Regions from separate parts of the Anas platyrhynchos genome. Here all the other regions are linked to region 2. The links are chromatin contacts, called in public Hi-C maps. All regions are on one chromosome and are shown on one strand. Each heading gives the region's core, a stretch centred on a gene start, on an enhancer-like site or on the middle of the called end of the contact. The rest is flanking DNA. Distances are from core to core; before and after follow the strand shown.

The links. A called contact is a pair of places that touch in the nucleus more often than the background predicts.
Region 1: a contact with region 2 is called in a Hi-C map of subcutaneous adipose tissue, with 3 times the contacts expected there. The contact joins the promoter of ELP3 here to the enhancer-like site in region 2. A contact is called at or near these places in 2 of 8 Hi-C or Micro-C datasets (liver and subcutaneous adipose tissue).
Region 3: a Hi-C map of skeletal muscle shows a contact between it and region 2, with 5 times the contacts expected there. The contact joins the promoter of EXTL3 here to the enhancer-like site in region 2. A contact is called at or near these places in 4 of 8 Hi-C or Micro-C datasets (liver, skeletal muscle and subcutaneous adipose tissue).

Annotation. Positions count from the first base shown.
Region 1 is chr3:118,988,037-118,991,375 of IASCAAS_PekinDuck_T2T, reverse strand. ELP3 (elongator acetyltransferase complex subunit 3) reads right to left here and starts at 1,742. Exons shown (of 15, transcript XM_072036589.1): 1 at 1,588-1,742; 2 at 533-632. The coding sequence starts at 1,606.
Region 2 is chr3:118,755,347-118,758,759 of IASCAAS_PekinDuck_T2T, reverse strand. INTS9 (integrator complex subunit 9) reads right to left here. Exons shown (of 17, transcript XM_027455431.3): 11 at 1,697-1,757. Among named protein-coding and RNA genes, the nearest start is that of INTS9, 36 kb to the right of the region's middle. Within about 2 kb of position 1,454, at least 2 of the 8 cell types and tissues checked have an H3K27ac peak or open chromatin away from gene starts, as enhancers often do.
Region 3 is chr3:118,889,756-118,893,445 of IASCAAS_PekinDuck_T2T, reverse strand. It overlaps EXTL3 (exostosin like glycosyltransferase 3), which reads left to right and starts at 2,250. Exons shown (of 9, transcript XM_038177715.2): 1 at 2,250-2,478. It overlaps LOC140002274 (a long non-coding RNA gene), which reads right to left. Exons shown (of 8, transcript XR_011808622.1): 4 at 431-527.

The DNA of each region.
Region 1 (3,339 bases), core at 493-2,992, 230 kb before region 2:
AAACGTGATCTATAAATTAATCTCTATTTTCCCTGACAGTACTTATAAAAAAGATGAGCTTATAAAAAAGATGGAAAGGGACTCTTTACTCCATCAGGTAACAACAGAACAAGGGAGAATAGTTTTAAACGAAAAGAGGGGAAATATAGATTAGAGGTTAGGAGGAAATTCTTCACTCAGAGGGCAGTGAGGCACTGGCACGGGTTGCCCAGAGAGGTTGGGGATGCCCCATTGTGAGAACCAAAGATATTTCTCACAGGAGGTGTTCAAGGTCAGGTTGGATGTGGCTTTGAGCAACCTGATCTAGAGGGAGGTGGCCCTGCCCATGGCAGGGGGGCTGGAACTGGGTGGTCTCTGAGGTCCCTTCCAACCCGAGCCATTCTGTGATGATTCTATGATGGTTATGGCAAGAGAAATGACAGTAGGCTGTGAAAATAAAACTTTGTAAACTAAAGGCCAAACACAAACGACTGTACAGGTCATGATCAACACTGGTGGACCAGTTCCTCAGTGTCATCCCACAGTGACTTACTTGTTCAGATTCACGTCTTTTCCCTGCTCGTGAGCTTCAATTAGTTGTTTTATGATGTCAGCTATTGTCATCATCATCAGTTCCGCATGGCTGAGATCTCCTGAAACAGGAACAAAACAAACCCCGTGTATACCCACTGCTTTGTCACCTGTGACAATCCGGGTGCCTCATTTTTCATATTCCCCACCATTTCAGGGCACTGTTCCCTCCAAAGGACATTTTGCCACTGCGCATCACTCCTGACTGGCAGCAAGTGACACTCATTGCCTCCTATCATCATTTTTTTTGGCTTTTAGGACAATCTCTATGGTCTTCCATCAAAGTGATGCGCACAACAGCCACAAACAGTCAGTGGAAGCTCAACGCCATCAGCAGGTTAATCTGATGCTGCCAGCACACGTGGCAAGGACCAAAACACATCCTCTGGGGGACAGCGAAGCAGCCAGGCATAACCCCAAAGGATAATAACCCTTAATAAGATAATAATCTTTGACATAAGATAACTTTTTGAGGAGATAACCCCATAACCTCTGCTCCTCAGACACACGCAGGGGGTTCAATGCAAATAACATTGGAGCTTCCCCCCTGAGGGCCTCACTGAGGGTCTGCGTTGTGCACACTGGATTTTTTGTTTATATTTATTCCATACCAGCTTTAGGAGAAGAGAAACATTGCTATTACGCGATCTGACCCCAAAGGTGCTTATTTTAGGTTGTGAAGTTCACTTTACACCAGAAAGTGTCGGTGCCTGGTGTTTTAACCAGGCACCAAACTGGGCAGAGCTGACCCAACCCAAGCACAGCACCGGGGAGGCGTTCACAAAACTGTGGAGTGATTTTGGGTCAGAAAGGGCCTTAAAATTTCATCAAATCCCAGCCCCTTCCCATAGGCACAACCCCAGCCCCCAGCCCCGGCTGCCCCCAGCCCCATCCAGCCCGGCCTTGGGCGCTGCCAGGGGGGGACCCGCAGCTCCCCGGGCGGCCCGATCTGACCGATCCCGATCCCGATAACGATACCAAAACCGATAACGACACCGATAAGGACACCCCCGGTACCTGCCCGCCGCCGCCCCATGGCTCCCTCACGGCCCCAGCCGCTGCCACCAAGCGAGGCCGCCCGGTCGCGAAAGCGTCGCCCGGCCGGCAGCGCTGCCGTAAAGCGTTTTGATTTTCGAAGGAAATTTTCCTCCCTTTTATTCACATTTCGTTTTGTTTTCGTCACATTTCACTCAGTTTTGTTGATATTTTTGTGGTTTTGGGTGAAATTTCAGGTGCCCGAATGCCCCCCCCCCACAAGCCGCACCACAGCCGCTTGCCCCCAGAGCCGCCAGGCCCTGGCTCCCCCCCGGCCCCTTCTCCCCTCCGGCGCTAGGTGGTAGCAAAGCATTTAAACGCCAAATCCCGATAATAAAGAAAATGTTCAAATCTGACCAAAAGCCCCAAGTCTCTCTGTGAGCAGGAGGAGCGGCGCGGGTCGGGCAGGGGGGAGGCAGGAGGCCTGTGGGGCACCAGGGGAGGAGTTTATCAGAGAATTGGGGAGTTTTTAGGGTTGGGAAAGACATCGGAGATCACAGAATCACAGAATCACAGAATTTCTAGGTTGGAAGAAACCTCAAGATCATCGAGTCCAACCTCTAACCTAACACTAACAGTCCCCACTAAACCATATCCCTAAGCTCTACATCTAAACGTCTTTTGAAGACTTCCAGGGATGGTGACTCCACCACCTCCCTGGGCAGCCCGTTCCAGTGCCTCACAACCCTTTCAGTAAAGAAGCTCTTCCTAACATCTAACCTAAAACTCCCCTGGCACAACTTTAGCCCATTCCCCCTCATCCTGTCACCAGGCACATGGGAGAACAGGCCAACCCCCACCTCTCTACAGCCTCCTTTAAGGTATCTGTAGAGAGCGATAAGGTCGCCCCTGAGCCTCCTCTTCTGCAGGCTGAACAAGCCCAGCTCCTTCAGCCGCTCCTCATAGGACTTGTTCTCCAGGCCCCTCACCAGCTTCGTCGCCCTTCTTTGGACCCGCTCAAGCACCTCGATGTCCTTCTTGTAGCGAGGGGCCCAAAACTGAACACAGTACTCGAGGTGCGGCCTCACCACAGCCGAGTACAGGGGGACGATCACCTCCCTAGCCCTGCTGGTCACAGTGTTTCTGATACAAGCCAGGATGCCGTTGGCCTTCTTGGCCACCTGAGCACACTGCTGGCTCATATTCAGCCGACTGTCCACCATCACTCCCAGGTCCTTCTCTGCCTGGCAGCTCTCCAACCACTCGTCTCCCAGCCTGTAGCTCTGCTTGGGGTTATTGCGCCCCAGGTGCAGGACCCGGCACTTGGCCTTGTTGAACTTCATGCAGTTGACCTCAGCCCATCGGTGCAGCCTATCCAGATCCTCCTGCAGAGCCTTCCTACCCTCGAGCAGATCGACACACGCACCTAGCTTGGTGTCATCTGCGAACTTACTGAGGGTGCACTCAATGCCGTTGTCCAGATCATTGATGAAGATGTTAAAGAGGACCGGCCCCAGCACTGAGCCCTGGGGGACGCCACTAGAGACTGGCCTCCAACTGGACTTGACTCCATTTACCACAACTCTTTGGGCCCGGCTATCCAGCCAGTTTCTAACCCAACAAAGCATACGCCAGTCCAAGCCATGAGCAGCCAGTTTCTTGAGGAGAATGCTGTGGGAGACGGTGTCAAAAGCCTTGCTGAAGTCAAGGTAGACCACATCCACAGCCTTTCCCTCGTCCACCCAGCGCGTCACTTTGTCGTAGAAGGAGATCAGGTTCGTCAAGCAGGATCTG
Region 2 (3,413 bases), core at 205-2,704:
TACCTGTAGCAGTCACGTTATTCCCTCTGTGCTCTTCATTTTGTCACGAGGAAGCCAATCTGTTATCCACCGCTCGGAGTCTTTTCCTAGATAATTACCTTGATCTACACATGGAGCACTGAGCAATGCCTCAACAGATAAACAATAATTTGGCAAAATCTCATTATCAACAGGCCTCTGGAGAACATAAAATGTCCTAAAAATTAGAGGACACAGTTATCACTCTACAAACATAAAGACCCGTCATGTACAATGGCTTAATTAATCCACCCTTTGACAGCGCATGTTTGGCTTCTCATTTTTGGAAGGGTTTTCACTTAAACCTGCCAGTTCCAGTGCATATTGTGAAGTACAATTTTGAAACAATGCTTTTGGTAAAACATAGGAGTCAGTGAAACCAAAGATACTGTGGATCAACAAGAAAAGCATGGAAAGCAGAAATGCAGGGGAAATTATAAAGCATAGACAACAACATGGCTACAGAGTCTCCTATGCAGAGATCAGGATTTGGGGCTGATTTATTGGTGTGAACGAGATTTTTGGTTACAAGAAAGGTGTGCCCTCCAGCCTGCATTATTCTTGGAAACAGATTATTCATAATTCATTGCATATCCTCCTTGAAATGCATTCAAGCTTGTGGAAAGAGCGAGGGTTTCTGGTCAGATCCTACTTCTAATAATGCCCTTGAATCACCTACAGATGATATCTATGATGGGCAATGGCAATTACCAGAACAAATCCCTGGACAAGTTGCCCCAGAGGAAAACAAAACAATGCCTGAAAGAGCATCTTTTAAACCTGCAATGGCTACTCCACATCCTATCTAACAGTTTTGATCTGAGGAACTAAGAGAGCCAGTTTTCTGAGACTGCATGCCCCAAGTGGTTGGCTGTCTCGCAGGAGTAGGATTTAGCCAAAATTATTTCTCAGTCCCATCTCTTCCATTCCCAGCCTACCTCCCACTTACTTCAGTCAGAAATCTACCTGTTCCCAGTAGAGGAAATACCAGATTTCTTTTCTTGATGAGAGAGATAACTCTGAAGGCATAAATGTTTATTTATTGACTGGATGGCTAGAACTTCCCCTCAAACTATGCATTTTGATGCAGGGTACATCCCCCCACCTTACTCCTCTTTGCTTCACAAAGATGCTAGCTCAGATCATTTCATGTAAAATTGCCAGTGACACCACTGAGTACCACAAGCTTTAACTTTCTTATATCACCTCCCTATTTCAAGATACCAGCAGACAACATGGTGCCTGCTTCAGCTAAGGAGGCAGGAGCTGGGATGACTAAGCTGACTCTGATAACCAGCTCTTAGTTTTACAGACTTTGAAATAAACTGCTTGGACAAAGGGAATATTTGTGGTTGCAGCCTGATAAGAGCAAACATTCGTCCATGTGTACGCCAGATAGCCTTCTGCGGGGGAGGCAGTAAAACAGGCAAGCGTATGTAAGATATACGCTGAAATAAACACGGTGATAATTTTTGTGTTGAGGGAACACCATCATTCATTCCTCCCCCATGTTCCTAAATTAATCAATGGAAAGAAGAGAAAAAAAATCTTGCATGAATAATGCCACAAAGCTATGGAATAGGCATATCACTAGAAAAACAACAGCCACACAGGGCTGTGTTCCAGAAACCCACTCGCTCTGAGATCTCAGCAAACAGCAAGACTGTGGTTTACTTACCTCAGCGTGGGGAAAAGGAGGTTCTGGAAGATATACCTTTGTTTGTTTGTTATGACACAACCTTTACAAGAAAAGGAAAAATAAGCCGGGTTAGAGAGCTGCAGAACATCCTGCAGTATCTGCTGCCATCTACTGTTAAAACTTTTCCTGGAGAAAGCCATTTCACGTCTGTGGTATCAGGTGCAAAGTCACTAATTTGTGTTTTGTTTTTTTTTGCTTCCAGTCTTTCTATTTAGAAGACCAACACCTACTGGACATGATGACTTGGTCCTAGCAAGATCACTTAGAGAAGGTGCAAGGCAGCTGCAAGTAATTTTGTACACAGCACGTAACAGAGCCCATTGCTGTGGTAAACAGATTTGTAACTCAGCATCCATGTAATTTCACAGGCAAGACTTTAGCAATTTCTCCAAAGCCAAATCACCCTTGAACAGAAAAATTCCACTTGCCTCATCCCAATTCTCAGCAATGACTTAGTCCTTTAGTTCATTATAATCTAATTCTCCTATGCATTTCATTATTGCAGCTATAAAATTGGCAAACTGCCTCTGACCACGGCATAATGCTTACCGTTCCCTGCTATTTTGCATCAATCACTTATTTTTAAAACTGAAATATTGAAAGTTGTTGATTAGCTCTAGCCAGAGTCCTGATTCATCCTATTACAGAAGACAAAAGAAGATTTTTGTATGAGGTCTGTGTGATGTTACAATTATCTGTAGTGACATTGTCCTGGTGGCTTTTTCTGGGAAACATTGCCCTTCTCATATATTCTTCGCTTTATTATAAAACAACGAGCCTTGGTCAAACTAAATTTGATAAAGTCTAAGAGATACAAAGAACAGGAAATTTCTTTTAGATGACTAAATGCTGGAATTGGAAGGCTGGAATCCCTTAATTTCAGCACCAGTTCTGATCCCAAATGTCTATGTTACATGTGTTACAATCTCTGCCTCCACTTCTAGCTAAGTAAAACATTTACCCTCTATACAATTATTTGGAGATTAGCTAACGTTGGTACTGGCTTTTGAAAACAAACCTCTAGAGCCAAGCAGAAAATGGTGTCTGAACACTTGGGTGGCTGAATTGTGCCAATTAGACACAGCAGACAAAACAGAAGCTTCACCTGCACACTGCACTCAGAGCTGCCTTACAACCCAACCAGCACACATAACGTTCCTGCTACCCTGACCAGCAATATCGAGCTGAAAAGAATTATTATAGCAAAAACTATGCAGCTACCACTTCAGCCACTACTGAAATGAAATCGCCATGTACGTACAAAAAACCCTAACAGCTTAAATATAAACTTTATGAGTCAACACACACCAGTGAGTACACTGGAATTTGGCCAGAACACCAACACTTGATTTTCCTGCTTTTGCTAAAAGTAATGTGTTAAAATTCACCATATTTCAAGCTTCTTTATGATTCTCCTGAGGGATCAATTCACCTCAGATATCCAGGACCTCTCTTTTCTTTCCTGAACTCCAGACTAAAAAGCCTGGTGAGGAAGAACGGAAGGAAAAGCTAACTTACTCTGCTTAATAATACAGAGCATCTCTTAGTTTGTAAGAATTTAGGAACAATCACAAGTGGTTGGGTTCTCTTTCCCATGGCTCAGAACCACAGACTAATTTAGGTTGGAAGGGACCTGTTGAGATCATGTACTCCAACCCTCTGTTCAAGAACGTTCCACTAGAGCAGGATGTCCAGG
Region 3 (3,690 bases), core at 1,001-3,500, 130 kb before region 2:
GCAAAATCACCACCACGAAAAACATAAAAAAAACCCTGAAAATGCTGAAAATGCAGCAAATTCGGGGCTTTTTCGGGCAGGATGGGGTTTGGGGTGGGGGTAATTCCCCGTTAAGGCAGCGCAGGGGAAGCTGATTCCTTTTTCCGTTCTCCCAGACTCTTTAAAATACATCAATAATCGTATTTTTTAATTTTTTGGGTGCATTTTAAAGCCCAGCAGCCAGGTGCTGACCCCAGTCCTCCAAACCGTGCAAATACGAGGAGGAACGGACAAGGAACTTTCAACAAAACGGCCCCGTTTAACAAATTTAAGAAATTCCCAATAAATCGGCGCTATGGGAAGTATTTAACGTGTCAATAAAACCAAACTCCATCCCCAAAACCCCAAAAACCCCAAAAGTTTCCCGAATAATGGGGGGAGGTTTGGGTACCAGGCGCATCACCAGGCCGGGGACAGGGTCCGAATTTCATCCACTCGGAGCAAAAAAGGCTGAGCCCGCGGGATCCGGCGCTGCCAGCACCGACGAGCTGATGGGAATCAAAGGGAAAAAAGTTAAAATTAAATAAAAACGGTTAAAATTGAAGGGAAAAGGTTAAAATTAAAGGAAAAACATTAAACTCCCCACCAGGTCCCCAGGAGCTGCCCCAGAGGCTCCTCGTGGGGCTCAGCTTCACCTTTTTCACCCCCTTTCTCCTCGATTATTTCTCCCCAGCTGCATTAATTGCCCCCAGCTGCACTAATTGCCCCCCCAGCTGCTCTAATTACCCCCATCATGTTAATTACCCCCCAGCTGTACTAATTGCCCTCAGCCGCACGAACTCACCCCGCTGCATTCATCGCCCCCCAGCTGCACCAATTCCCCTCCCCAGCTGCATTAATTGCCCTCCAGCTGCATTAATTAGCCTCCAGATGCATTAATTGCCCCCAGTCTCATTAATCACCCCTCCAGCTGCATTATTTGCCCCACAGCCGCATTAATTAGCCACCCCAGCGGCTCTAATTACCCCCACTTGCATTAATTGCCCACCCCAGCTGTATTTATTGCCCCCAGCTGCATTTTTACCTCTAGCTGCTCTAATTATCCCCCAGCTGCATTAATTACTTACCCCAGCTGCATTAATTACCCACCCCAGCTGCATTAATTACCCCCAGCTACATCACTTCCCCAGATGTTTTAATTGCCCACCCCAACTGCATTAATTGCCCCAGCTGCATTAATTACCCAGCTACACTACTTACCCCAGTTGAATTAATTACCCCCAGCTGCACTAATTACCCCAGTTGTATTAATTGCCCCCAGCTGCACTAATTAGAGTACCTAGAGCTGTATTAATTACTCCAGCTGTATTAGGTACCCCAGCTGCATTGATTACCCCAGTTGCATTAATTAATTACCCCCAGGTGCCTTAGTTACCCCAGAGCCACGCTAATTACCCTTAGCTGCACTAGTTACCCCCACTAATTACCCCCAGCTTCACTAATTAACCCTCCCAGATGCATAAATTGCATCCAGTTTTACTAATTACCCCTCTCAGCTGCACTAATTACCCCCCCGCTGCACTGATTACCCCCTCTCAGCTGCATTAATTACCCCCAGCTGCATTAATTGCCCTAAACTTCACTAATTGCCCCTCCCAGCTGCATTAAGTGCCCCCGGGCTGCACTAATTACCCCCTAACAGCTGCATTAATTACCTCCAGCTTCACTAATTACCCCTCTCAGCTGCATTAATTGCCCCCTGGCTGCACTAATTACCCCCTAGCTTCATTAATTACCCCTCTCAGCTGCATTAACTGCCCCCCGGTTGCACTAATTACCCCCCAGCTTCACTAATTACCCCTCCTAGCTGCACCAATTACCCACTACTTCACTAATTACCCCTCCCGGCTCCACCAATTACCCCCAACTTCACTCATCACCCCTCCTAGCTGCACCAATTACCCCCAGCTTCACTAATTACCCCTCCCATCTGCATTAATTACCCCCAGCCTCATTAATTACCCCCCAACTTCAATATTTCCCCCCCCCATTTGCACTAATTACCCTCCAGCTGCACCAAATACCCCCCCAACTCCACTAATTACCCCCCAGCCTTACTAATTACCCCTCCCAGCTGCCCCAATGCCCCCCGGTTTCACTAATTACCCCTCCCAGCCTCGCTAATTACCCCCTTTAATCACTAATCCCCCCCGGCCGCCATTTTGCGGCTCGGCCACCAGAGGGCGCTGGCGGCGCGGCCTCGCCGCCTCCTCCCACAATGCAGCGGGACGGCCGCGGGCTCCGCGCGCCTCCTGCCTTCGGGCTCCGTTCGGCTCCGCTCGGAACCGCTTCGGCTCCGCTCGGCCGGGCTCGGAACCGCTCGGCCGGGTTCGGAACCCTTCGGAACCGCTCGGAACCGCTCGGCTGGGTTCGGCTCCGCTCGGCGGGCCGCGGCCGCGGGGTGAGCGCGGAGCCCCGCGCAGCCCCCGCCCGCCCCAGGTAAGCGCGGCCCCGGCTTTGATTTTTTCCCTTTTTATTATTTTTTTCCCACTCTCGTCGCGTCCGTTTGTTTATTTACCGGGTTAGGTTTGAATTTGACCTTTTACTTCAATTCTTTTTTCCGCTTCTCGCGTGTTATTTACGCGTTCACGGTACTTTCCCCGCCTCGCCTGATTTGCCCGATTTTATGGATTTCACCGCATTTTTGTCGGTTCGCCTTCCTTGGGGTGCTGCGGTTGTTTCACCCCGCTTCTCTTACCTTATTTCACCCGATTCCTCCTACTTTATCCATTTCACCCCCCTTTCTCTTACTTTATTCCACCCAATTCCTCTTTATTTCACCCCTTTTCTTTTATTTTACCTATTTCACCCTCTTTCTGTTACATTTTTCACCCCCTTTTTCTTACTTTATTTCACCCATTTTCTCCTACTTTATCTATTTCACCCCTTTTTCTTATTTATTTCACCCCCTTTCTCTTACTTCATCCATTTCACCCATTTTCTAGTACTTTTTCACCCCGTTTCTCTTCCTTTAATTATTTCACCCCATTTCTCTTACCTTATTTCACCGATTTTCCTTTTCTTTCATCTATTTCACCCCCTTTCCCTTACCTTATTTATTTATTTCACCCCATTTTTCTTACTTCATCTATTTCACCCCCTTTCTTTTACTTTGCTTACTTATTTCACCCCTTTTCTCTTATTTCATCTATTTCACCCCTTTTCTCTTACCTTATTTCACCCTTTTTTCATCCTTTTTCTATTTCACCCCTTTCTTTTGCTTTCTTTCACCCCATTTTCTCACTTTTTCAGCCTCCCCCCACCCATCCCTTGGACATTTCCCCCCCCATCCCCTCCCCATCGATTTGGGTGCTCGGGGCGAGGGCTGGGGGCTGCTGCTCCTTGGGGGGGATTTTGGGTCAAAAACAAGCGAAGTTGGGGTTAACTCGTGCCTGGCGGTCCCGCTGCGTGCAGGCGGCTGCACACATTGAGGTGAATGTTGCTGTGAATTTGGGGATTTGGGGGAAAATTGGCTGCTTTCAAAGGGCCTCGGAGCCCCCTGTGAGCATCCCCCGGAGCGGAGGCTCGGCCTCTGTGGGTTTCTCCCTTCCCCTGGGGAGATTTTGGGGATCCAGGAGGATTTGGAGAAGAGGGGGAGGCTCTGACCTGGTTTCTGGTCTAAAAACCAGAGATTTGGCTAAACCCCCCTGC